Linked DNA regions of Mus musculus: regions 2, 3, 4 and 5 are each linked to region 1. The links are chromatin contacts, called in public promoter capture Hi-C maps. All regions are on one chromosome and are shown on one strand. The core of a region is the stretch at or near the end of the contact, and the rest is flanking DNA. Distances in the headings are between cores, read along the strand shown.

Region 1 (4,635 bases), core at 1,404-3,903:
TGACCCTGAAACTGTGGGATGAACAGATGATCTCAGAACGTAAGGAGCCATAGAACCCACAAGGCTATGGCTACCCATAACCCTGAAATGCTAGAAGCCCAGGCAAGAGCAGGGCAGTTTCTCCAAGGGACATCTAAGAATGAGTGGGTGCCTGCCTAACCATGTACCCGTACTTTTATACCCCCATAGGGAGAACCGTCTCACCCCCACCAGGAATATCACGCTCTGCTCCTGGCACACCTGGAACCCCTCGCTCACCACCGTTGGGCCTAATCAGCCGACCTCGGCCCTCACCACTCCGTAGCCGTATTGACCCATGGAGCTTCGTGTCAGCTGGGCCACGGCCTTCACCCCTGCCCTCTCCACAGCCTGCACCCCGACGGGCACCGTGGACCTTATTCCCAGACTCAGATCCCTTCTGGGACTCCCCACCTGCCAACCCCTTCCGGGGAGGCTCCCAGGACTGCAGGACGCAGACCAAAGACATGGGTGCCCAGGCCCCATGGGCACCAGAAGCAGGGCCCTGAGTGGGCCAGACCACACCCCACGCTTCGGCTGCCTTCGAGGAGGCATAGCATACACTGGAAGAGGAACCAGGAGGCCTCTGTGGCTGCCTTGGTTTCCCCCAGGGACTCTGACCCTTTGGGGGTCAGGAACACTACACTGCACAGAAAGCCTTCACACTGGATGGGGGCTACACCCCACATGCCTACAAACTGTAGGGACCCCTGACTTACTGCCCCACTGGGGCCTGACACTGTACCTAGCTGGTTAGGAGGACCAGAGCCTGTCTCAGGGAATTGCCCCCAGGAGCGGAGCAGGGAGCAGGGAGGTCCAGGGGAAAGGGGCTGACCTCAGGTGTCACCAGCACTTTTGACCAAGTCCTGTTACTGTGGCCCCTGTCTCCAAGGCTGAGTTCCTGGACCCCCAACCCTGGAAGTTATTGGAGCCGGGGCTCTCTGGGTGCCTTTCTACTGCCCCGCCAAGGTTGGAGCCTTGGCTTGGGGAGCCAATGAAGCCAAATAAACTTGTAAGCTGTCTCCCCAAATGTAATGTCACCTTTCTTGGAGGTAATCTGGTGTTTTGTCTTCATGCCCCTAGAACTCTGGGCAGATAAGTAGCTGAGGCAGAGCTAGGAGGCCTTGTGCCTCCTCTCCTAGGACCAAGCCCAGCAACTGGGTAGTCGCTAAGGCCCAGCCCAGCCAGCCTCTCACCATTGCCAGGCTTTTCCTTGAGCCATCTCTACCATTCAAGTGATGCTTTGCCCGGAGGTTCCTTGTTGCCGGTGGTCCCTGTCTGCCTGCTAGGCCCAGCTGCGATGTCATCTCTAGGAACCTTTCCCAGGATGTGTCGTCTTCACCCCAGGGAGATACTCACCTCTGGGAAAAATCTCAAGGGTTTGCCCTGGGTTTGCCTCTCATATTCTGGATATGGGGAAGCCCACCCACCTGGAAGCATGGTGACCCTCCCTGGTGGCCTGGACCTGGCCTTGAGGTTCCCACCCAGTCAATGCCTTAGGGCAGTCCTTCCATGGTTTATGAATGAAGCTCCCCCAATTTACACAAAGTAGCCATTCCAGGTCTGCAGTCCAGCCAGGCAGAGGCAGGAGATCTGCAGCAAGAGCCAGAACAAAGAGTCAGGAACACCAAGCGCCCTTACCTCATGCTCTCTCCAACTGTGTCTATTCTGAGTCCCACAGAGCCTCTCCCACCCTCTGCTTAGGCGATCACTGTCCCACCCAGAATGCTTCAGCATCCTCACAAGATCTTTGGTCTACTTGCCAACAACAACCTGTCTCCTCAGCCCCTTCTTCATGGTTGGTCTCTGACTCCTATATGACTTTTTCCCTGATGTTATCTTTAAACTTTTATTTTATTTTAGACAATCTTACTCTATTGCCCTGACTTCGAACCTGCTTTGTAGATCAGGTTAGCCTTGAACTCACAGAAATCTTGAAGGCATTCGCCATCACACTTGGCCCTATATTTTTATATAGATTGCTGTTTTGCCTGCATGGGTCTTTACCACAAGTGTACCTGGTATACCTGTGCCAGGGGAAGGCTCTCAGGTAACCTGGAACTAGAGTCACTGGCAGTCGTGAGCCACCATGTAGGTGCCAGGAATCGAACCAAGGTCCTCTGGAAGAACAGCAAGTGTTCCTCACAGCAGACCATCTTTCCAGCACCATAACTAGCTTGTTCTCTGGTTGGAATATTACTTCCTTCAAAGAGTTTTCCTGGGAAGTTTGCCCTCCCCGCAGGCTGCTCCCTGGTAGTTTGTCAGCAGATTTCTTATGGGAGCAGCAGGAGAGGACAAACCTGTGTCTGTCATCTTCCCTGGTGTCTGAATGAGTGATGCATATGTGACCAAGGAGGCGTGACTTTGCGTACGTTCGTGTGAGGATCTCTCCAGGCTTTTCTCACCCAGTCAGTCTTCTCACCACAGTGTCTTCCTCCGCCCACCCCCAGTGCCCGGCTGCCATGTCTTGCCCCAGAAACTGGGCGTGCTGTGGCTCACCTCCCTCATTCACGTTCATTCTAGTCATCTCAGCCGCCTACCCACGCAGCACCTCCTCCCCGCCACGCCCTTCGCAGCCCCTCCCTGGTGCCACTGGTGGCTTAGCCTACTCCCTCACCTTCCCAGACTCAGTGCCATGCTATGGGGAGTCTGAAACCATGGGCCCGATACCTGCTCCTGCTTATGGCCCACCTGCTGGCCATGGGCCTTGGGGCTGTGGTGCTTCAGGCCCTGGAGGGCCCTCCAGCTCGCCACCTCCAGGCCCAGGTCCAGGCTGAACTGGCTAGCTTCCAGGCAGAGCACAGGGCCTGCTTGCCACCTGAGGCCCTGGAGGAGCTGCTAGGTGCGGTCCTGAGAGCACAGGCCCATGGAGTTTCCAGCCTGGGCAACAGCTCAGAGACAAGCAACTGGGATCTGCCCTCAGCTCTGCTGTTCACTGCCAGCATCCTCACCACCACCGGTAGGCACTACCACCACTACCACCAAGCAAACCAGGAGGAGGACCCAAGAGCTCTAGGGTGCAAGCCCTTCCCCCACCCCAAAGCTCCAGACAAAGCCACGGCTCTATCAGACCTGACATCACAAGTGGGGCTCCCCACACAACACACCCCAACTGGTGCCTCCACTTAAGCTGCCAGGAGGGGTGTGGCCTCCCCAGCCCCGCCCCTCAGCACTCTGCATCCAGCAGAGAAACCCGGGTCACATAGGCCTGAAGCCAGACAGAGAATACATCTGGGTGGGATAGACTCTTGGCTAGAGAGATGCTGTAGGAAGCACAGCTTAGAGCCGCCCTCGAGGAAGTCTGAGGGGAGGAAGTGGTGATGATGTGCTCAGAGCCCAGTGAACAGGGTGCAGAAGTAGGTCGGGTTAGCGAAATTCCTGGCTAAGAGAACAGATGTGCTTAGGCACAGAACTAGTCCTAGGGGGTTGGTTTTGTTTCATTGTCCTGCTAATAGTCTAAATACTTTTCAAAGTGAAATATGTATCTCTAACTTCCTTTCCAATTGGCTGGAGCAGGATGGAGCCTGCCTCTAGACCACATGGCCGCTGGCCCACCCAGTCTTCACTACACTCTTACCTCACAGCTGACTCCTAGGAGCTTTGGCCTTTGTAACCCATGGACCCTGCTGATCTTGTTCTCCCAGCATGCCCCAGTCTCCTACCTCTCCCTTTCTTGCTCCCTGCTTCTCTGGCTCTAAATGCTGTCTCTCGTGCATGCTGCCTCTTTTCAGAACGTCTTGTTCCCTTGCCTGCTTCCCTCCCATAACCCAGAGCCCGGGCAGATACACATTTGGGGAAAGAAGGCGGATGGCATGCCACAGGTTGAAGATTTGGAAATAATGGTAAAAATAAGAACTGACAAACCCAGGAAGTCAGGATCTGGCTGGGGAGACATTAGTTGTGGAGCGCTTGCCTAGAAGGCATGGGGCTCCCTGGTCTCCATCTGAAGTACAGATAAAGAGGAAGGGTCTCTCAAAGCCAGAATCAGCTTTAAATTGTTCCAGCTACAGACAGCCTAGGGCATCTGTCTTCAGAATTAATTTTCCAGAAAAGACAACAGTAACCCAGTGAGGTTAAGAAGCCAGTCCACCATCCAGTGAAAAGAGGACCCCAGCCTGAAGCATTCATGTCATCACCAAAAGGCAGACTTCTGTGGGAGGTGATGGAGAAAAAGTGACCGCCAGGGGCAGCCCACTCAAAAGCTTGCTGCCCTCTTCTCTCTCTTTTCCAGGTTATGGCCACATGGCCCCACTCTCCTCAGGTGGAAAGGCCTTCTGTGTGGTCTATGCAGCCCTTGGGCTGCCAGCCTCTCTAGCACTTGTGGCTGCCCTGCGCCACTGCTTGCTGCCTGTGTTCAGTCGCCCAGGTGACTGGGTAGCCATTCGCTGGCAGCTGGCACCAGCTCAGGCTGCTCTGCTACAGGCAGCAGGACTGGGCCTCCTGGTGGCCTGTGTCTTCATGCTGCTGCCAGCACTGGTGCTGTGGGGTGTACAGGGTGACTGCAGCCTGCTAGAAGCCATCTACTTCTGTTTCGGCTCACTCAGCACGATCGGCCTAGGAGACTTGCTGCCTGCCCATGGACGTGGCCTGCACCCAGCCATTTACCACCTTGGGCAG
Region 2 (4,635 bases), core at 540-3,039, 640 kb before region 1:
AGGCAGAAGCAGGCGGATTTCTGAGTTCGAAGCCATCCTGGTCTACAGAGTGAGTTCCAGGACAGCCAAGGCTATACAGAGAAACCCTGTCTCGGAAAAATAAATAAATAAAAAACGGGCTGGAGTGATGCCTAAGCAGCGAAGAGTACTTCTTGCTCTTGCAGAGGACCCAAGTTTGGTTCCCAGCACCCACACGGTAGTTTAAAAATACCCGTAACTCCAGTTCCAGGGAATTTGATGCCCTCTTCTGACTTCTGAAGGTAACAGGCACACACACGGTACACACGCATACATGCAGGAAAAACACTCATAAACAGAAAGCAAAAATGTTTTTAAAAGTCGAAATAAAAACCAAGAGTAGCCGGGCACGATGGCACACTCGGGAGGCAGAGGCAGGCAGATTTCTGAATTCAAGGCCAGCCTGGTCTACAGAGTGAGTTCCAGGACAGCCAGGGCTACACAGAGAAACCCTGTCTCAGAAAACCAAAACAAACAAACAAACAAACAAAAAACCCCAAGGGTATAAAAGGATTACCTGGTGTTGGGTGACTGTAGTACCTGCTACTTAGAATCCAGGAGTTTGGAATAGCCTTGGCAACAGAGCAAACTCCATCTCTTAAAAATAAATAAATAAATAAATAAAGGTAAAAAGAGAATGCAGGGGTTAATCCTTCACACAGAATCCCAGGGCCACCCTGGGTGCCTGGCCCAGTGTGCAAACCTCCAGAGGCCTCCAGGAAGGGCTGGAAGAGGACCCTGGGAGTAAGGAGGACAATGTGATGCCTGTGTCACACTTACTATCCTGTTGTGTCCCCATGCCCATACATGGTCTTGCACAGGTCCCCTCATAGCAGCCGTGCTCACCCTGAGCAGAGCTCAGTCTCCACAGAGCCCAGAGTCATGCACCCTGCCTTCCTGCAGCAGAAGCCTGGAGAGGCATTTCCTGTTAGGGGGCAGCCTCCTCCCGCTCTAAGCCCAGGTTCCCAGGGCCCCTGACTGAGCCAGGGTAAGGAGAGAGCAGGCCTTGGCCTCCTCCCCCCTCCCTAACCCCTAATGCTGGTCCTGCTGGAGCCAAAAAAACTTGGGAGTGAGGTAGGCTGAGCGAAGGGCTCATCAAATACGTGTCTGGTTGAGGTGGTTCTCAAGGAGGTTATCAAGTTGATTCTCACGCAGGGCCCAGGCAGGAATGGGTGGGGCCTCATCGTTGAGACCGTTTAGCAGGCCACATCATCCTAGCTTATCCACCTAAGGGCATACACAGCATGTCAGGAGAGCTGCGTGTGTGAGGCTGGGGTTTGGCGGCCTTAGATAGGGTGTCAGAGAAGATGCTCTTGCCAGGCTTGGAAGGAGTCGTTCACATATGTGTGATGAGAAAGGGCTGGCCCGATCAAGTCGTTGAGCTCAGAATGCAGCCAGTATACTGATACTGGTGAATCCAGATCCCGGCTTTCGGGAGTCTCTCTGGAAGACAGCTTCACCCCAGCTGCCTTAGCTGCAAACAACGCTGAAGTTTCAGAGGGTTGACTGGGGATGCTTCTCAGACAGACAGGTTCCCTTTTCCCTGACTCTCAGCTCTGTAACGCCTGAGGTAGCCCGTTAGTTGTACCTCCCCCCTCCTCTGCCCTTCGCCTCTCACCCCAGAACCCCCCCCACCCCACTGCTTCCTGCTCCAGCAGCCCCCGGGGAGCTAGCAGGGGAGCTGGCAGCGGCCCCAGCCCACTCCTTACAAGGCGTGAGTCCGCCGGGCCCGCCCCCGGCCCTCCCGCCAGAGGCCTTGATCCCTCCCCCTGTCAAGAGCAGCGGCAGGCCCGAGCCGGGCCAGTCGGGGGGCGTCGCGATGCTGCTGCGCCTGCTGCTGGCCTGGGTGGCCGCGGTGCCCGCACTGGGCCAGGTCCCCTGGACGCCGGAGCCTCGAGCCGCGTGCGGCCCCAGCAGCTGCTACGCGCTCTTTCCCCGGCGCCGCACATTCCTGGAAGCTTGGCGGGCGTGCCGCGAATTGGGGGGCAACCTGGCCACACCGCGGACCCCAGAGGAGGCCCAGCGTGTGGACAGCCTGGTGGGGGTCGGGCCGGCCAACGGGCTGCTATGGATTGGGTTGCAGCGGCAGGCTAGGCAATGCCAGCCGCAGCGCCCACTGCGGGGCTTCATATGGACCACGGGAGACCAGGACACCGCCTTCACCAACTGGGCCCAGCCGGCTACGGAAGGACCCTGCCCAGCCCAGCGCTGTGCAGCCCTTGAGGCCAGCGGAGAGCATCGCTGGCTCGAAGGCTCGTGCACACTGGCTGTCGATGGCTACCTCTGCCAGTTTGGTTTTGAGGGTGCCTGCCCTGCCTTGCCGCTTGAGGTGGGTCAGGCCGGTCCCGCTGTCTACACCACACCCTTCAACCTGGTTTCCAGCGAGTTCGAATGGCTGCCCTTTGGCTCCGTGGCAGCTGTGCAGTGCCAAGCTGGCAGGGGAGCTTCTCTGCTGTGCGTGAAACAGCCTTCAGGTGGCGTGGGCTGGTCCCAGACTGGCCCGCTGTGCCCAGGGACTGGCTGTGGTCCTGACAATGGGGGTTGCGAACATGAGTGTGTGGAAGAGGTGGACGGTGCTGTGTCCTGCCGCTGCAGTGAAGGCTTCCGTCTAGCAGCAGATGGGCACAGTTGTGAAGACCCCTGTGCCCAGGCCCCCTGTGAGCAGCAGTGTGAACCTGGAGGGCCACAAGGCTATAGCTGCCACTGTCGCCTTGGCTTCCGGCCAGCTGAGGATGATCCACACCGCTGCGTGGACACGGATGAGTGCCAGATTGCTGGTGTGTGCCAGCAGATGTGTGTCAACTATGTTGGTGGCTTTGAGTGTTACTGCAGCGAGGGTCACGAGCTTGAGGCAGATGGTATCAGCTGTAGCCCTGCAGGAGCCATGGGTGCCCAGGCTTCCCAGGATCTCAGAGATGAGTTGCTGGATGATGGAGAAGAAGGGGAGGATGAAGAGGAGCCCTGGGAGGACTTTGATGGCACCTGGACAGAGGAACAGGGGATCCTATGGCTGGCACCTACACATCCACCTGACTTTGGCCTGCCCTATAGGCCCAACTTCCCACAGGATGGAGAGCCTCAGAGATTGCACCTGGAGCCTACCTGGCCACCCCCACTTAGTGCCCCCAGGGGCCCCTACCACTCCTCAGTGGTGTCTGCCACACGGCCCATGGTGATCTCTGCCACTCGACCCACACTACCTTCTGCCCACAAGACCTCTGTTATTTCAGCTACACGCCCACCCCTGAGCCCTGTCCACCCACCTGCCATGGCCCCTGCCACACCTCCAGCTGTGTTCTCTGAGCACCAGATCCCCAAAATCAAGGCCAATTATCCAGACCTGCCTTTTGGCCACAAGCCTGGGATAACCTCGGCCACTCACCCAGCACGGTCTCCTCCGTACCAGCCCCCCATTATCTCAACCAACTATCCCCAAGTCTTCCCTCCCCACCAGGCCCCTATGTCTCCAGATACCCACACTATCACTTATTTGCCTCCAGTCCCCCCTCACCTTGATCCTGGGGATACCACTTCTAAAGCCCATCAACACCCTTTGCTCCCAGATGCTCCAGGTATCAGAACCCAGGCCCCCCAGCTTTCTGTCTCAGCTCTCCAGCCCCCTCTTCCTACCAACTCCAGGTCTTCTGTCCATGAAACTCCTGTGCCTGCTGCCAACCAGCCCCCAGCCTTCCCTTCTTCTCCCCTCCCCCCTCAGAGGCCCACTAACCAGACCTCATCTATCAGCCCTACACATTCCTATTCCAGAGCCCCTCTAGTCCCAAGGGAAGGAGTTCCCAGTCCCAAATCAGTGCCACAGCTGCCCTCGGTGCCCTCCACAGCAGCTCCAACAGCCCTGGCAGAGTCAGGTCTTGCAGGCCAAAGCCAAAGGGATGACCGCTGGCTGCTGGTGGCACTCCTGGTGCCAACATGTGTCTTCTTGGTGGTGCTGCTTGCCCTGGGCATTGTGTACTGCACTCGCTGTGGCTCCCACGCACCCAACAAGCGGATCACGGACTGCTATCGCTGGGTCACACATGCTGGGAACAAGAGCTCAACAGAACCCATGCCCCCCAGAGGCAGCCTTACAGGGGTACAGACCTGTAGAACCAGTGTGTGATGGGGTGCAGATGCCCCTTTGTGGGATAGAAGAAAAGGACTTGCTTTGGACACATGGCTGAGACCACACCAAGGACTTATGGGGGCTGCCCAGCTGACAGAGGAGGTTCTGTTCTTTGAGCCCAGCATCCATGGCAAAGGACACACCAGGACTCCAGGACCTCAAGGGGTGGGTGCTGGGATCTTCTCCAATAAATGGGGTGCCAACCTCACCCAAAGTTCATCATCCCCACTGATGCCTGAGGGAAGGGTCTGGGAGGCCTCAGGGGGAAAGGGACCTTCCATTTATCTAGGTGAGATAAGACCCCTTTCAGAAAAGATATGCTTCGTAATTTTCAGTGAAATGAGACAGGAGAGGGCAGGGCCTTACTTACCCTCTGTTACACAGCAGGCTGAGTGGCCTGGAGGTTTGATAAGGGAGAAAGTCCATACTTGTCCCCCACTTTATTAAAATGCAACAAAAATCTGGGGGAAGGTCTTGAGGTGAGGGTCTCTGATGAA
Region 3 (4,635 bases), core at 1,287-3,786, 600 kb after region 1:
AGGTCCCTCCTGCAGACCTGGGTGAGCCTCCAGGAGGCAATGACCGCACAGTAAGCCCATGCTGTGAGAAGAAACAGAACGACAGTGGCCTGACTGCTCAGACTGGCTGGGGCTGGCACTCTGCGGCTGACAGATTCATTCATCCACTGGACTACATCATGAGCCAAGTATAGTGCTCTGCTGTGGGCAAGGCCAGGCCTCTGGCCTGGGAGCCTAGCTCAGAGATCAGAACAGAACCAATAGGATAAAGGGTGCCAGATCCTGGGGCTTCTCTGAGTGTTTAGGTTAGAAGCCTGGCCATGTGATGAAGCCAGAACAGGGTCCAGCAGACAGTGAGCCTTTAAGGACTTTTGGACATGTGATAGGGACCACTTAGCAGACAAGGAAGCAGCAGCTTGTAAAAACAGTGAGACAACTAATCCAGGTGCAGCTCAGGTGGGTGAGAGAGTCCCCTAGCATGAAGAAAGCCATGGATTCCCTAAAACTTCGTGGAACAGGTCCATGGGAGGAGGTAGAGGTGGAAGGACGAGATGTTCACCTATCTAGACTGTAGAGAATTAAATCCAGCCCAGGATACCCAGGTTTCAAAATAAACAAAAAACTAGGACAGAACCTAAAAGGACTGAGTGCCTGAGATGACTGGCGTGCCCAGTTATTTATTTAATTAGTGAGACAAGGTCTTTATATATAGCCCGGGCTATCCTAAAACTCACTATGTACACCAGGCTGGCCTTGAACTCAGAGATCTTTCTGTCTCTTCAGAGTACCGAGCCACCATATCCAGTCGGTGTGTTCAATTGAGTCCAGCTCTGGCCTTTCTCTCCCACTCTGGTATGGCATTGAAGCCTGCTTGGGGTTGGGATTTTCTCAGAATTCAGCTTTCAAAGAGGTTAAGGGTCTTGGGGAAGTTGATGCAAGGACCTTGCCAAGAGCGGAGGCCTGGGCAGTTGGCCCTTGACTGACCTTTGTGACTAGAGAATCAGCATTACAGGAAGGGTCCCAGCCTCCTAGTTCTCCATGACGACTTGCAAATACTAGACACTCATTCCTCCCCTAGTCTCTGGCGCCTCCTTGTGGCTTCTGTGGGCCCCAGCCCTGCCCTGTGCTGAGGAGGTTCAGAATCCCTGAGAGAGCCAGTAGGCTCCATCAATTCACCCTGTAATCTAAGAACTAGGAAGTTGAAGCAGTACGCCTGGGAATTCTGGGTCATTCTTGACTACATAGTGTGTTCCAGATCAGCCTAGTTTATATGAGAGGATAAAAACAACACCAACAACAAAAACCGTAAATCCAAACTCCAGTCTGCCCTCCCTGACCCTCCCTTGGCAGTGCCATGGCATTGAATTTGAATCCTGAGTCTCTTTCCCAGCCTGATAGATCTGGAAAGAAATATATGCCTGTGTTTTCCCCATTTCAAATTGTGGACCTCATGGAGAAGGGGCTTCTGTAAAGATCAAATGAGAGACCTACAGTGGTTGGTTGGTTTTTTTTTTTTTTTTTTTTTGTTTTGTTTTTTTTTTACAGGGTTTCTCTGTATAGCCCTGGCTGTCCTGGAACTTACTCTGAAGACCAGGCTGGCCTGGATCCCAGAGATCTACCTGTTTTTGCCTCCCAAGTACTGGGATTAAAGGCGTGCACTCCCACACCACCACCCCAACATAACCCCTGTAATGTTTCTAGACCCCGTTAGATGGGATTTGGGTGTCCCACTCACTTTGCCCCTGCAAACATTCAGAATGCTTCCTCCCTCAACGCTGATGACTCGATCCTGTCAAGGTCTTCAGCTTGCAGTCTGGAAGGAGAGGCAAGCCCTCTAAGTAGGCCTTTAAACAAGTTGTTCAAAAGACACCAGAGCACCCTTCTCTTTGGTATCTGGCCTGTCACCATCAAGACCAACACAGATGGCCAGAAATAAAAAACCTCCCTGGACACAGCCAGCACCTCCACCTCCTTTGCCTCCATCAGCACATCTCAAACTTCTTGTGCCCTCCACGTTCCAGTTCAGGGCCTTGTTCCCGCCAAAGCCTTGAAAATCAGTCCCATCTAGGTCCACACGAGAATCTAGTTTCAGAGACCCCCTACCCTCAGCCTTCCAAAGCCGCAGTGTATTCATGCTAAATGAGTGTGCCCATCCTACCTCAACTACATGTCTCTGGGTTAGTTTTAAGGATTTAAAGGAGATCAGAAACTTTTGGGGGTAGATGGGTGTGTTGCCTTAGCGCCGCTTTCAAACCGAGGCCAGAGCGGACTACAACTCCCATCCGGCTTCAGGGCCGCAACCGTCCCTAGCCCCTCTGGCCTGGCTAAGGGACAGGCCGCTGGCCGGGTCCCGCGGGAAGTTGCGCTAGGCTCTGTCTAGGTTAGTGTCTCATGAGGGTCTAGGTGGCGCTGGGACTGGGGTGGCACCGTGATCAGAGGGGCCTTTTGCGACCCCAACGGACCCCCTCCAACCCCGCCCAGGAGTTACTTTTCGTGGCCCGCCCTCCCACTTCCTGGACGAGGGTCGGCCCCGCCCCCGCGCGCCTCCGCCTTCCCACCTTCACCTTCAGCCGCGGCTCCCATTGGCCGGCGCGCACCTGCCCGTCCGTCGGGGGCGGGCTTGGAGGGCGGGGCGGGCGACCAGGTGAAGGAGCGCGGGTGGCGACCGAGGAAGGTGACAGCGGGGAGGGCGGGAGGGAGGGGGGAAGCCGCGCAGAACGAGCCACGGGACCACAGACGGACCGCCGGGCGGACGGACGGACGGGGCATGCGGGCGGCCTGGCTCTAGCCCGGGTTTCGGGGCTCCAGCGGCAGCCATGGAGCAGCGGCTGCGTGCGCTGGAGCAGCTGGTACGGGGCGAAGCTGGTGGCAGCCCAGGGCTCGACGGCCTCCTGGATCTGCTGCTGGGGGTGCACCAAGAGCTCAGCAGCGCCCCCCTGCGCCGGGAGCGTAACGTGGCGCAGTTTCTGAGCTGGGGTGAGTGGTCCGGGCAACACCCGGGAAGGGAAGCTGGAGGGACGACAACACCTGGAGCTTTGTGCCCCCAGACCTTTTCCCGGGAGTGGCATATTCCTGAAACTTCCTCATTGTGCTGTATCTAACGCTTGCCGTTGGTCTCCACAGCCCGCTCGCTCACCTGCACCTTACTTCAAACTCCCAGAGACAGGTACATAAGGTACACTTCCCACATACCCTGCTACAGACCCCAGACATGTTGCCAATACACATCTTTCACAACGGTCACCTCATGCTCTACCTAGAACATACATTTAGGCGGACACCGTTTTGTGTGACATAAACATACAGACTTTCTCTATTTCCTCCGTTCTTCAAGAGGACGGGCACTTTGTTCTAGGACCCCTCTCACCTGTCACACACTCAAAAGTCCTCGTCCTTCACCTTGCAGACAAGTCTCCTTACTTCAATCCCTAGCCGGGACCAAGAACCAACCTCAACCCCTTTGGAGGATTTGGGGTCTTGTTAGAAGTGGTTTTATTTGATTCGTCTGAATCCTTGGGAATGGCTGACTTAGGGTGATCCTAAACCCAATGTGGGCACTGGACACATCTGGCCAGGCTTTGGTGAGGAGGGCATGGGAATTGGGCCTGAAACATGGGGTGTTTACCCTGTAGGCGATCAGAGTTCTTGGTGCTCCTGAGCTATGGGCAGACACAAGGCTAGGCCAAATATGGATGGGGGTCTACCAGCCAGTCCTGCCATTTCTTTCTGGGGTGAGAGCAGTTAGACGGCCCTGCCCCCGTTGCCTGCCTGTTTCTCTGTGACTCTTCTGTGTTTTACAAGTGTCTGATTTGTCATCACTCCCACATGACACCTGTACCTGGGTGTGTGCATGTGGCACATGTGTGTGTGTTTACACATATGTGTGTTTCTCCCTGCCTGCCTCTGGCACCTCTGCTTGGGACCCCAACACAGGGCATGTCTGTTGACTTCTCCCGAGGTAACTCCAAGGCCGGGTGTGACTCACGCCTCTCCTGCCCCAACTTGTCCCTGCTCCTGCCCAGAGCCCCCACCCCTTCTGGCAAGACAAAGGTATTAGGCATCCTGTCCAGGAGGTTGGATCTGGGCACCAAGTTTGGCCAATGTGGCTGGTGGTCACCTCTGATATTTCTGCAGGCTGGCAGCTGCTCCTCCCTGGCTCCATGCATAAACCTGGGAAGAGACAATTAATTTCTGTAGTGAGGTTTGCACACCTCCCCCGCTGTGGGGGTTCTGCCTGATAAACCTGTGGAACAGCTCTCTGTCCCACCCACAGGCCCGCCCAGCTGGCAGGGAGTTTACCTTCTGGCAGGGGGAAACTGAGGCAAGGTGCCAGATCGTAGATGTCCCCCAGTCCTCACTGGTCACTCCTGTCTTCATCATTTCCCAAGACTCGGTGCCCTTCCCCCTGGCCTACAGCCACTTCAGTTATGGGGAGAGCCTGGGAGTGGTTGGACCTAGCCCTTGCGGAGGTGGTGGTAGGGCAAACAGACTGTGATGCGGGAGGAGGTTCCTGCCTGTATAAGCCCCATCCAGAGAGGGAGGTAGGGCTCTAAGTGGCAGGGCTATCAAGCCTGGAAGGAATCCTGTGTGCTCACACCCTCAGGTGCTGGCATTGGGCACCAGGTGAAGTTTTTGGCCCTGTTTGAGTGTCTTGTG
Region 4 (4,635 bases), core at 947-3,446, 590 kb before region 1:
TTCCTGAAACTTGCTAAAAGCACAAACATCCAGGAGTTGTGCTGCCCCCACCCCAGTCTAGAACTGGTGTCTCCATGGCTACCCCTCTAATTCAAACTCCCTTCTAGCCTAGCAGTGGCTTCCTTGTCACTTGTTCCAAGAGTCCATCCTTGGCCTACTAAGGTTAACTCTCCATAGCTCCCAGAGAGATCTCAGAAGCTAAGTCAGGCATCTTCTGCTTGTTAGACCCTTCCACAGGCCACCTGATGGCCTGGACATATTCTGTCTTCTGCTTCCTCACAGCCTCTAGTGTCCCTCTCGCCCTCTCCGTAAGTTCTAGGTACACCATTCTTGTCTCCCTTCAAGCCCACGAGCTCTCCTACCTCGGTCTTTACACATGCAGCTGTCCTCTAGTTGCCTCTTTGGAGGCCAGCCCTTGAGCTAAAGTCATCTCAGAGAAGTCTTGCCTGATCAATAGACAAGACTCCCTTCTACAAACTGTCACAAGATCTTACTGTCCCTGGAGCACTGATCACAACTTGTTTCAAGTAACTAGTTGAATGTGTGTTTCTCTTCTCCTGTTGTACTAGGGGGGAAAATCATCTTATTTTGTTTTGAAGGGACAGTAGGGGAGCCAGGATCTTACTATGTGACTGACCCAAGCTGGCCTGGAGCTTGGGATCCTACTGCCTTCACCTCTCAAGAGCTGGGATTGCAGATACCATGCCTAGGGAGGACACAGACCTTGTCTGCATTCAATCTGCATCCTGAGCATTAACACACTGTAGCTCAGCACACAGTAAGTGAGAAGCTATACAACTTAATGAATTCATGCATAATTGTATTGTGAGGGGAGGTTACTAAAGTATTTCTGCTTTCTTCTGTCATCCCAGTCTGTTAGGTAGAATGAGGCCTGAATGGCATAGCTCAGTGTGAGGTAAGGGTGCCCGTTGGGGCAGGGCGCAGGGCTGGCATTTCCAAAGTGTATTCATTGAACGTTGCTTATTGTCCTAACGTGACGCTCTGAAAGACTTGTGTTTCCTTGCTGAGGGTGTTCCTACATCACCAGGGCCCTTCGGGTAATCTTCCACCACAGCCCCAACACTGACCTACCTGAGCCTCCCCAAGCCCCAGCTCGATGGCCTCCAGGGAGCGGCGCAGGAGGAGGCAGCGCTCCTGTGAGCCCGGCTCGGCCTCGCCTGCTTCATGAGAAGCTAGGGGAGCTAGCAGGGCACGATGCTCCCCTCTCAGGGTCTCTAAACCCTGGATCACCGCCTTGGTGCCCAGCACTATCTCGTCCTGACTCAGCTTCTCCTCTCGAGGAAGCACCATCGTGGCCATGGTCGTGCCGTCTGTGGAGGCAAGGGGTGGGGCAGGCGGACGCCAGGCCTAGGGCCACACCGCCGTCCACCCCAAGTTAGGTAAACACCGGGAGGTCCCCGGACGCCTAGGTCCCTATGGATGTCCAGATCCCTCAGCCCGCAGTCCTCGCCGTGCCAGCACGCGGCCTACAGGGGGCGCGCCAGGCTCGTCTAGCCTAGGGAGACGCAATGCGGTGTGACTGAAGTGAGGCTGGACCCCGATTCCGCCCCAGACCACCGGCTCAGGCCAGTTGATCTAAAGCCCATCTTCGAGAGTTATTCGGAACTGTCCTAATCGGTACACAGAGCACTAGGGCATTGCAAGGCGTTCCCAAGTCAGACGCCACAGGCTCTCCGGGCAACTGGGTCTCAGCCCTGGCGACAGCCCCTTTCCCAGGGCAAGCGGAACCACGAGCCCCTCCCCCAGGGCCGACCGAGCCCCGCCACCCCGTCCCCGCCCCCGCCGCTCCGGGGAGACTGCGGTCTTTAGTTTCGGGACAGGTCTCTTCAGGCCGCGCCCACAACGACCCCTCCCGCAGGCTGGCCTGAGGCCCGCAGACCCTCCCTAGAAAAGGCCGGATTCCCAGCCCCAGCCCGGGACCGCGCCCCCTCCCCGCGGGCCGGTCGGGTCCTCCCACAGGCCGCGCCCACGACCACGACGACTCCTCCTCTAGGCCGACCTGCAACCGCTCCTCACTGTCCGGCTTGACTGGGTCTCCCGGCCCAACCGGCCGGCGCCGACCTGCACCTTCTGCTTTGGCCCGGCTCCGGCTCCTGCTCCTGTCCCGCTTCACCCGGATCCTCGACCGTGAGCTCGTCTCGCTGCCTCCATCCCGCCGGCCTTCCCAGCAGTCCCCGCGCCGCCTTAAAGGTGAAGCCGCTACCTCGGCGGCGTCGGAGGGGGCGAAACACGCTCCAGCCGGCCAGCTCGCTGCCTTAAAGGGGCCCCGCAGGCCTGGCCGGCTTCGGGGTGGGGCCAGCCCAGACGGGACGCAGAGGGGCGTGGCTGGACTCGCCCCCTCGGACCAGAGCTTCCAGGTCTGTGCGCTCTGCGGAGCTCCGACCCCGGACCAGAGTGACTGAGGAGCAAGAAGGCCGACCTCCTCAGATTCCAGAGCGAGTCGGTCCACATTGATTGACTGTCAAGTGTTTTTGTCGATGTCTTAGTGCATTGACTTAATGCTCACAAAGGGCTGGTGAGGTGGGTGTTGCCATTACCCACCTCTCACACATCTGACCCCCCAGCCCCCTCCGCGCTCTAGAGACGCACCTCTTACCGGCTTCGGAGGTGACTGTGCCTGTAGGGAATTCTCAGCATCTAGGTTTGCTTTGTGAGGGAACAGAAGGAGGCTTCTGGTTAAAAAGGAGAATTGGGTGGGAAGGAGCGTGTGGAGGTCGGTGGAGAAGGGAGAAGATCCACGCCCCTGAGGGGAATATCTGGGTGGATACTGCTGACCAGATAAGGAGGTCAGACGAGTGCCTTTGGATTGTGGTGGTGTCATTGGGGGGCCTCAGATTGGGTGTCACCAACTCGGAAGGAAAGACCTCTGTGCTAGATAGTTTTATGTCAACTTGACACAAACTAGGGTCATTGAACAGATGGGAATCTCGGCTGAGAAGATGCTGCCATAGGATCGGGCTGCAGGAAAACCTGTTTTCTTACTGATTGTTGTGGGAGGGCCCAGGCCAGGGTAGGTGAGGCCAGAAGGCAGTTCTGAGCAAGTTCAGAGGGCAAGCCCAGAAGCAGCACTCCTTCATGGGCTCTGCATCAGCTCCTTTCTCTGGGTTCTGTTCTCTCTGGGTGCCTGTCCTGACTTCCTTCACTGGATGAAGAGTGCACCAAATAAACCCTTTTGGTCACTGTGTTTCCACACAGCAATATTAACTCTAACTAGGACGGCCTCTTTGGTCCCTATCCCACTAGATTCTACAGTACTCTTCCCATCTCTACTCCACACCCACTTGGTGCTGACACAACATCGGCCTTTCTAACATTTTTCTTGTTTTGCCTTCTGGAATGTAGGTCATCACCTGTTGGCTGGGGCCTGGGGTAGATAGAGAATGTGGTAGCAATCAGTAGACGGCTACCTTACAAAGCGTGCGGAGGGGAGGGGATGGCTGAAAGGATGCCTCGGTGGTGAAGAGCATTTGTTTCTCCTGCTCAGGACTTGAGTTTCATTTGCAGCACCCATTGGCTCACAACCATCTTTACCATTTCCAGGGCATCGATAGATACCGCCATCTGAGTTCAGCAGGCACTAGGAACTCATGTGGTACACACACATACTTGCAAGTGAAACACTCATACACATAAAAAATAAATCAGAAAGCCAGGCGTGGTTGGTGCACGCCTTTAATCCCAGCACTTAGAAGGCAGAGGCAGGTGGATTTCTGAGTTTGAGGCCAGCCTGGTCTACAAAGTGAGTTCCAGGACAGCCAGGGCTATACAGAGAAACCCTGTCTTGAAAAACAAAACAAAACAAACAAAACAAAAATCAGAAAGGAAAAAAAAAAGTCAGAGAGATACACTTGCCCCTGACTAGTCCTTCCAAACCTACATTTGGTCTCATTTTCTGTAACAAGGGGCCAGCACCACCCTCAGCCAACTTCTCAGTTGACAAGTCTATAGGCATCTCAGGGACCTGGGGTTTGTCTTTTTTTTTTTTAAGGTATTTTCCTCATTTACATTTCCAATGCTATACCAAAAGTCCCCCATACCCACCCCCCCACTCCCCTACCCACCCACTCCCCCTTTTTGGCCCTGGCGTTCCCCTGTACTGGGGCATATAAAGTTTGCAAGTCCGATGGGCCTCTCTTTTCAGTGATGGCCGACTAGGCCATCTTTTGATACATATGCAGCTAGAGACAAGAGCTCTGGGGTACTGGTTAGTTCATACTGTTGTTCCACCTATAGGGTTGCAGTTCTCTTTAGCTCCTTGGGTACTTTCTTTAGCTCCTCCATTGGGGGCCCTGTGATCCATTTAATAGCTGACTGTGAGCATCCACTTCTGTGTTTGCTAGGCCCCGGCATAGTCTCACAAGAGACAACTATATCTGGGTCCTTTCAGCAAAATCTTGCTAGTGTATGCAATGGTGTCAGCGTTTGGAAGCTGATTATGGGGTGGATCCATGGATACGGCAATCACTAGATGGTTCATCCTTTCATCACAGCTCCAAACTTTGTAACTCCTTCCATGGGTGTTTTGTTCCCATTTCTAAGAAGGGGCAAAGTGTCCACACTTTGGTCTTCGTTCTTCTTGAGTTTCATGCGTTTAGTAAATTGTATCTTATATCT
Region 5 (4,635 bases), core at 806-3,305, 540 kb after region 1:
TGGGAGGCAGAGGCACGTGAGTTGAGGCCAGCCTGGACTACAAAGTGGGATCCAGAAAGTGTCCAGTCAGGGCTGTGACACACACAGAGAAATCCTGTCCTGAAAAACCATAAAGGGGGGTGGGGGGCCATTTTTAGCTGCCAGGCTGTAGGAAAGAGGAGATCCCAGTTTATGGAAAGTTGAATTATTGATTTTAGGATTAGACATATGAAAAGCCATTATTTCAGAGAGGACCCCAACAAACCACAGAAGGGAGGGACCTTAATCTGCTGTGCATTCCTTAAATGGGAGGGGAAGAGGAGGGAAAAAAGACCTTCCTGGTGATGGGCTAAACAACCTTCATAATCCTATTTTCTACCTCTTAAATTGGGAACACTAGCAAACCAAATGAAAATGAGGACATGGCCACTCGAAAGTACAGCTGAGGAGAAGGCATGGGTTCCTTGTGGATGCAAGGAAGAGAACAGCCAGAGGCATCTGGAAGAGTCCAGAGCAGGGAGAGAGGGGAGCAGGGGTGCAGAGAAAGCAAAGAGGGCAAAGAAATGAACCTCCAGGGCTGGAGAGGTTAGGGGACAGGGTCTGCCAGCCAGGATGACTCTGTACCATGTACTTATGAGTAGGGACTCAGGTAGCCCAAGAGGTTAGCATGGACCTTGATAGATATACATTAGGCACCAAAGACTCTCATTGATGTGAGTCATAGTCCCTTTTGCCAGAGATAAGCAGAATGGCTCCTCTTAGCAAGTAGGAACTATCATCCCCCACTCCACCCCACCCCACCCTGCAGGACCGGGTTTCTCTGTGTAACCTTGGCTGTTCTGGAACTCCCTCTGTAGACTAGGCTAGCCTGGAATTCAAAGACTGGCTTGGTGTATGTCCCTGAGGGAATCCTCACTTTTGTCTAAATGTCTGAATTTGGGAAAAGGAATTTCTTGGGGACCTGACAGAATTTTTAAAAAGAGAGAAATGGGTGTGTGTGTGTGTGTGCCTTCAATCCCAGATTTTAGAAGCACAGGCAGATGCATCTCTGATTTCAAGGATAGCCTGGTCTACAGAGCGTTCCAGGACAGCCAGGCTACACAGAGAAACTTTGTCTCGGAAAAAACAAAAAACAAAAAAAGGAAAGAACAAGGAAGAAGAAAGAAAAAAAAAAGTGGAAACAAATAGTGCCTTTTTAGGGAGTTGTTAACAATAATGGATAAGATAAGCGGCTAGGAGGAGTGGGGAGAGGGGTTTTGTGGAGGCAAACTGGGAGGAATAACATTTGAAATGTAAATAGATGCCTGGCAGTGGTGGTGCACGCCTTTAACGCCAGCACTTGGGAGGCAGAGGCAGGCTTTAGAGGCCAGCCTGGTCTACAGAGTGAGTTCTAGGACAGCCAGGGATACACAGAGAAACCCTGTCTCGAAAAACATACAAACAGAAATGTAAATAGATAAAATAACAAATAAGCAAATGAAAAAAGATAAAGGACTAAAGCAAGTTTCATAGGGCTGGGCGTGATGATGTATGCACGCCTTAAATTCCATCATAGAGAGGCAGAGGCAGGAGGATCCTATGAGTTCAAGGCCAGCCTGGACTACAGTGTGAGTTTCAGAACCGCCAAATACAGAAAAGCTTGTCTCCAAAAAAAAAAAAAAAAAAGTTTTATAAAAGTGCAAATGTGCATTTGTTGCCAAAAGATAGACTGCAAAATTCGCACTGACTTTACTCCTCTGATAAGCTTGTCTACAAATTGGGTGAGTCACTGTTCCTTTAAATTCTTCCCAATCACCTAAAAAAAAAAAAAAAAAGTTGGACAAATCGGCACATGCGCACTCTTCCTGGCCCGGACTGTCGCCCTACGGTTGCAGCCTTTCCGCAGCTTGAAGCAAGGAGGTTAAAGGTCCTCCCACTCAGAATTTACGCGCAAGCGTAAACTACGATTGGGAGCATTTCATCTCGCAAAGAGCCCAGTCCCTTTTTCGCTCTTCAAGGCTCCGCCTCCCGCGGCCAATCAGTGGGCCTCGCCCTTCGCAATGACCAATGGCAGCGAGCGTGGGGGCGTGGTTGGGCGTCCGGGGGCGCGGCCTGGCGCTGAGAGAAGCGGCGGGGCGAACCGGGGGCTCTAGTGAACAGCACAGCCGGACCGAGATCGCCGGCTGTCGGCCAGCGGAAGCGGCTCGGGCCCGGCGGTCCCCGAGATGTCACGATGGCTGTGGCCATGGTCGAACTGTGTGAAAGAGCGTGTCTGCCGCTACTTGCTACAGCACTACTTGGGTCACTTCTTTCAGGAGCACCTCAGCCTGGACCAGCTCAGCCTGGATCTGTACAAGGGCAGCGTTGCCCTGCGGGATATTCACCTGGAAACCTGGGTGAGGAGGCAGGGCAGAGGTGGGATGGTGTGGAGAGAGGGAGCACGGGCCAGCGAAGGGTCCTCGCGGAAGGTTTGGGCTGGAGGACAGGCACCGTGTTTGGAGAGGCCAGTGGGTCTCGACCGCCTCCGCCAGGCCCCCTGGCTGGCCCGTCACCACTTAACCAGAAGCTAGGAGAGAAGTCTCTGTCTTCACCTCTCTAGGAGAGACAGACTAGGAAGTGAGGTGTTACTTTAAAAAAAAAAATGTCACCATCATCATACGGAGTTTGGGAGAGCTGCTTGGGGAAGGGGATTCCCGGGAGCTAGGGGAGCAGAGAGATGTTGTGGGGAGCCAGGCAGTAACAAGAGCTGGAACTAGGGTAGTCAGGGAGGCTTTGGGGGTGTTAAGAGCCCTGCCAGGGGCACCTGTAGAAAGATGTGTCCTGACCTCCTCACCCCATGATCCTGGGCATAAGGGGTGGAGATCGCCCCCGGATGTGGATGTCAACAACAGCGTCACTGCCTTCTGTGTTGATCCACACCTCGTGTGACTGTTGCTGCTCTCTACTTCCTGCTTTTGGGAGAGTGGGAGGGGCCTAGCTTGGGTTTAGGGAAGGACTTGGTCTCTGGCATCTCTACCTGGAGGGCAGCCCTCCAGGAGAGGTGTAGAGGTTTAGCTTCAGGCTAGCTGGGGTGGGGGATGGGAGGAGAAGCTGGGCCTGATGCTCAGGAGGTCTGAGGCCTAGGGTATGGAGTTGAGCAGGAGGCTGGGGGTGGCAGGTGAGGGGCATTGACTCACAGCTGATGGCTGGGAGTAGCCAAGGAGCCACCAATTAGAGGCTCCAGCTAAGGGCTGGTATGGGGTCATCCTAGCTCCAAGAGCAGTAGAATGGGCATGTGGCAGGGCTGGCCTCTTTCTCTTTTCTAGCTGGCCTATGGGTCTGCAGCTTCACTTAGAAAGAGCTAGAGGTGAGCCATGCCTTTGGGAACAAATATGGGTTGAAGAGATGGTGGCATCTTCTAATGGCCTGGTATAAGAGGTGTCTGACCTTCGCCTCTTAAACCGCTCAGAAAAATATCCAACATCTGGGTGTTCCCTTTTTTTTTTTTTTTGCTTTCAGCCAGAATGCCTTCTCAGTCCACTCTCTTGTTTCTTTTTTTTTTGGGAGGGGGGGCTGTCCAGGGCCCTGGCTGTTTTCTAGCCTCTCCCAGACAGCCCAGGCACCTCACTTAAGCCCACCCCTCTCTGCTCTTCACCCTACAACCCTACCTTGAAGGCATTCCAAGCAACTACATGGTCCAAGGACCAAGTTGAGCCCTTCCCAGCCTCAGCTTTCCTGGTACCTGGAGTGACTAAGACAAATGCCTAGGCCTCAGTGTCCCCATCAATAGAAGAGGAAGGTTGACTCAACCTCTGCTTGCCTCTGGCTCTGGCCTTGTTTGTTTATCCGTGGGCTCAGCGGGTGTTTACCGAGTACTACCCAGAGCACCTGGGTTCTTAGGGAGAAGACTAGTGACTCATGGCCTCAGGCGTTCCCAGGCCGACAGGGATACAAACCCAGCACAGCATCCCCTTCCTATGTCTTGATTGTATAGCTCTACTGTGGGTCTAGGACTGGGGTCATTTGGCCTTGGATCAATCCCTCTCCTGGACCTAACCTTGAACTCTGCCTGTCTAGGATGAAGATGTGTTACTTGCTGCTCTTGACTAGGTCTCTCTGCTTCTTCTCATGCCTGGGGTGGGCCAGCATCCTACTTCCTCCACCTGGCTGCTTCCTCCTCACTCTGGCTCACCTTTGGGGTGCTGCTGGGTTATATGCAGGTTCTGCTCACCCTTGCCTAGTGCTCAGTGACTCCGAGTCAGAGCCTGGCATTCTGAGACCCTGGCTACAACCTAGCCAGGCTGGGAGACGAAGGCACTCATTATCTATCCCTGCAGCCTCTGGTTGCCACATAGAAGGTGCTCAGAATCTCGTATACCATGTAGCCCAGGTTGGCCTCTAGCTCAGCATATACAGCTTTGACCTCCTGATCTTCTGGCCTTTGCTTCCCTAGTGTCAGGACCACGGTGAGCCTCACCACATCCAGTTGTACTCTGCTGGAGATGGAACCCAGGGCTTACTGCATGTTGGGCAAGCACTTAACCAACTGTATACCAGGCTGGCCTAGATCTCCAGACAGTCCACCTGCCTATGCTTCCTGAGCACTGGGGCTAAAGGCATGCAGGCTACCACACCCCGCAGTAAATAGAGTTTTGAAGCAAACATAAGAAGGAAACTTCTTAGCTGGCCCAAAGGGCT

Evidence for each region. Promoter capture Hi-C pulls out the DNA fragments that hold promoters and counts their contacts.
Region 2: a contact with region 1 is called in a promoter capture Hi-C map of liver, with 5 times the contacts expected there. A contact is called at or near these places in 1 of 39 promoter capture datasets (liver) and 1 of 9 other capture datasets (adipose tissue).
Region 3: a promoter capture Hi-C map of liver shows a contact between it and region 1, with 3 times the contacts expected there. A contact is called at or near these places in 1 of 39 promoter capture datasets (liver), 1 of 130 datasets of targeted methods (pancreatic cancer cells) and 1 of 9 other capture datasets (embryonic stem cells).
Region 4: a contact with region 1 is called in a promoter capture Hi-C map of liver, with 5 times the contacts expected there.
Region 5: a contact with region 1 is called in a promoter capture Hi-C map of embryonic stem cells, with 2.5 times the contacts expected there. A contact is called at or near these places in 4 of 39 promoter capture datasets (cranial neural crest, embryonic stem cells and liver), 1 of 484 Hi-C or Micro-C datasets (cardiomyocytes), 1 of 130 datasets of targeted methods (double positive thymocytes) and 1 of 9 other capture datasets (adipose tissue).

Annotation. Positions count from the first base shown.
Region 1 is chr19:5,701,818-5,706,452 of GRCm38.p6, forward strand. Kcnk7 (potassium channel, subfamily K, member 7) reads left to right here and starts at 2,654. Exons shown (of 3, transcript NM_010609.3): 1 at 2,654-2,977; 2 at 4,250-4,635. The coding sequence starts at 2,659. Map3k11 (mitogen-activated protein kinase kinase kinase 11) reads left to right here. Exons shown (of 12, transcript NM_022012.3): 12 at 190-1,048. The coding sequence ends at 527.
Region 2 is chr19:5,066,289-5,070,923 of GRCm38.p6, forward strand. It overlaps Cd248 (CD248 antigen, endosialin), which reads left to right and starts at 1,790. Exons shown (of 1, transcript NM_054042.2): 1 at 1,790-4,352. The coding sequence starts at 1,838. The coding sequence ends at 4,135.
Region 3 is chr19:6,303,921-6,308,555 of GRCm38.p6, forward strand. Cdc42bpg (CDC42 binding protein kinase gamma (DMPK-like)) reads left to right here and starts at 2,537. Exons shown (of 37, transcript NM_001033342.1): 1 at 2,537-2,955. The coding sequence starts at 2,796. It overlaps Gm52380 (a long non-coding RNA gene), which reads right to left and starts at 2,626. Exons shown (of 3, transcript XR_003952842.1): 1 at 2,544-2,626; 2 at 1,715-1,792.
Region 4 is chr19:5,116,102-5,120,736 of GRCm38.p6, forward strand. Klc2 (kinesin light chain 2) reads right to left here and starts at 2,197. Exons shown (of 16, transcript NM_008451.3): 1 at 2,021-2,197; 2 at 1,093-1,331. The coding sequence starts at 1,320. LOC115489018 (a long non-coding RNA gene) reads left to right here. Exons shown (of 2, transcript XR_003952889.1): 2 at 600-3,231.
Region 5 is chr19:6,239,613-6,244,247 of GRCm38.p6, forward strand. It overlaps Atg2a (autophagy related 2A), which reads left to right and starts at 2,056. Exons shown (of 40, transcript NM_194348.3): 1 at 2,056-2,354. The coding sequence starts at 2,184.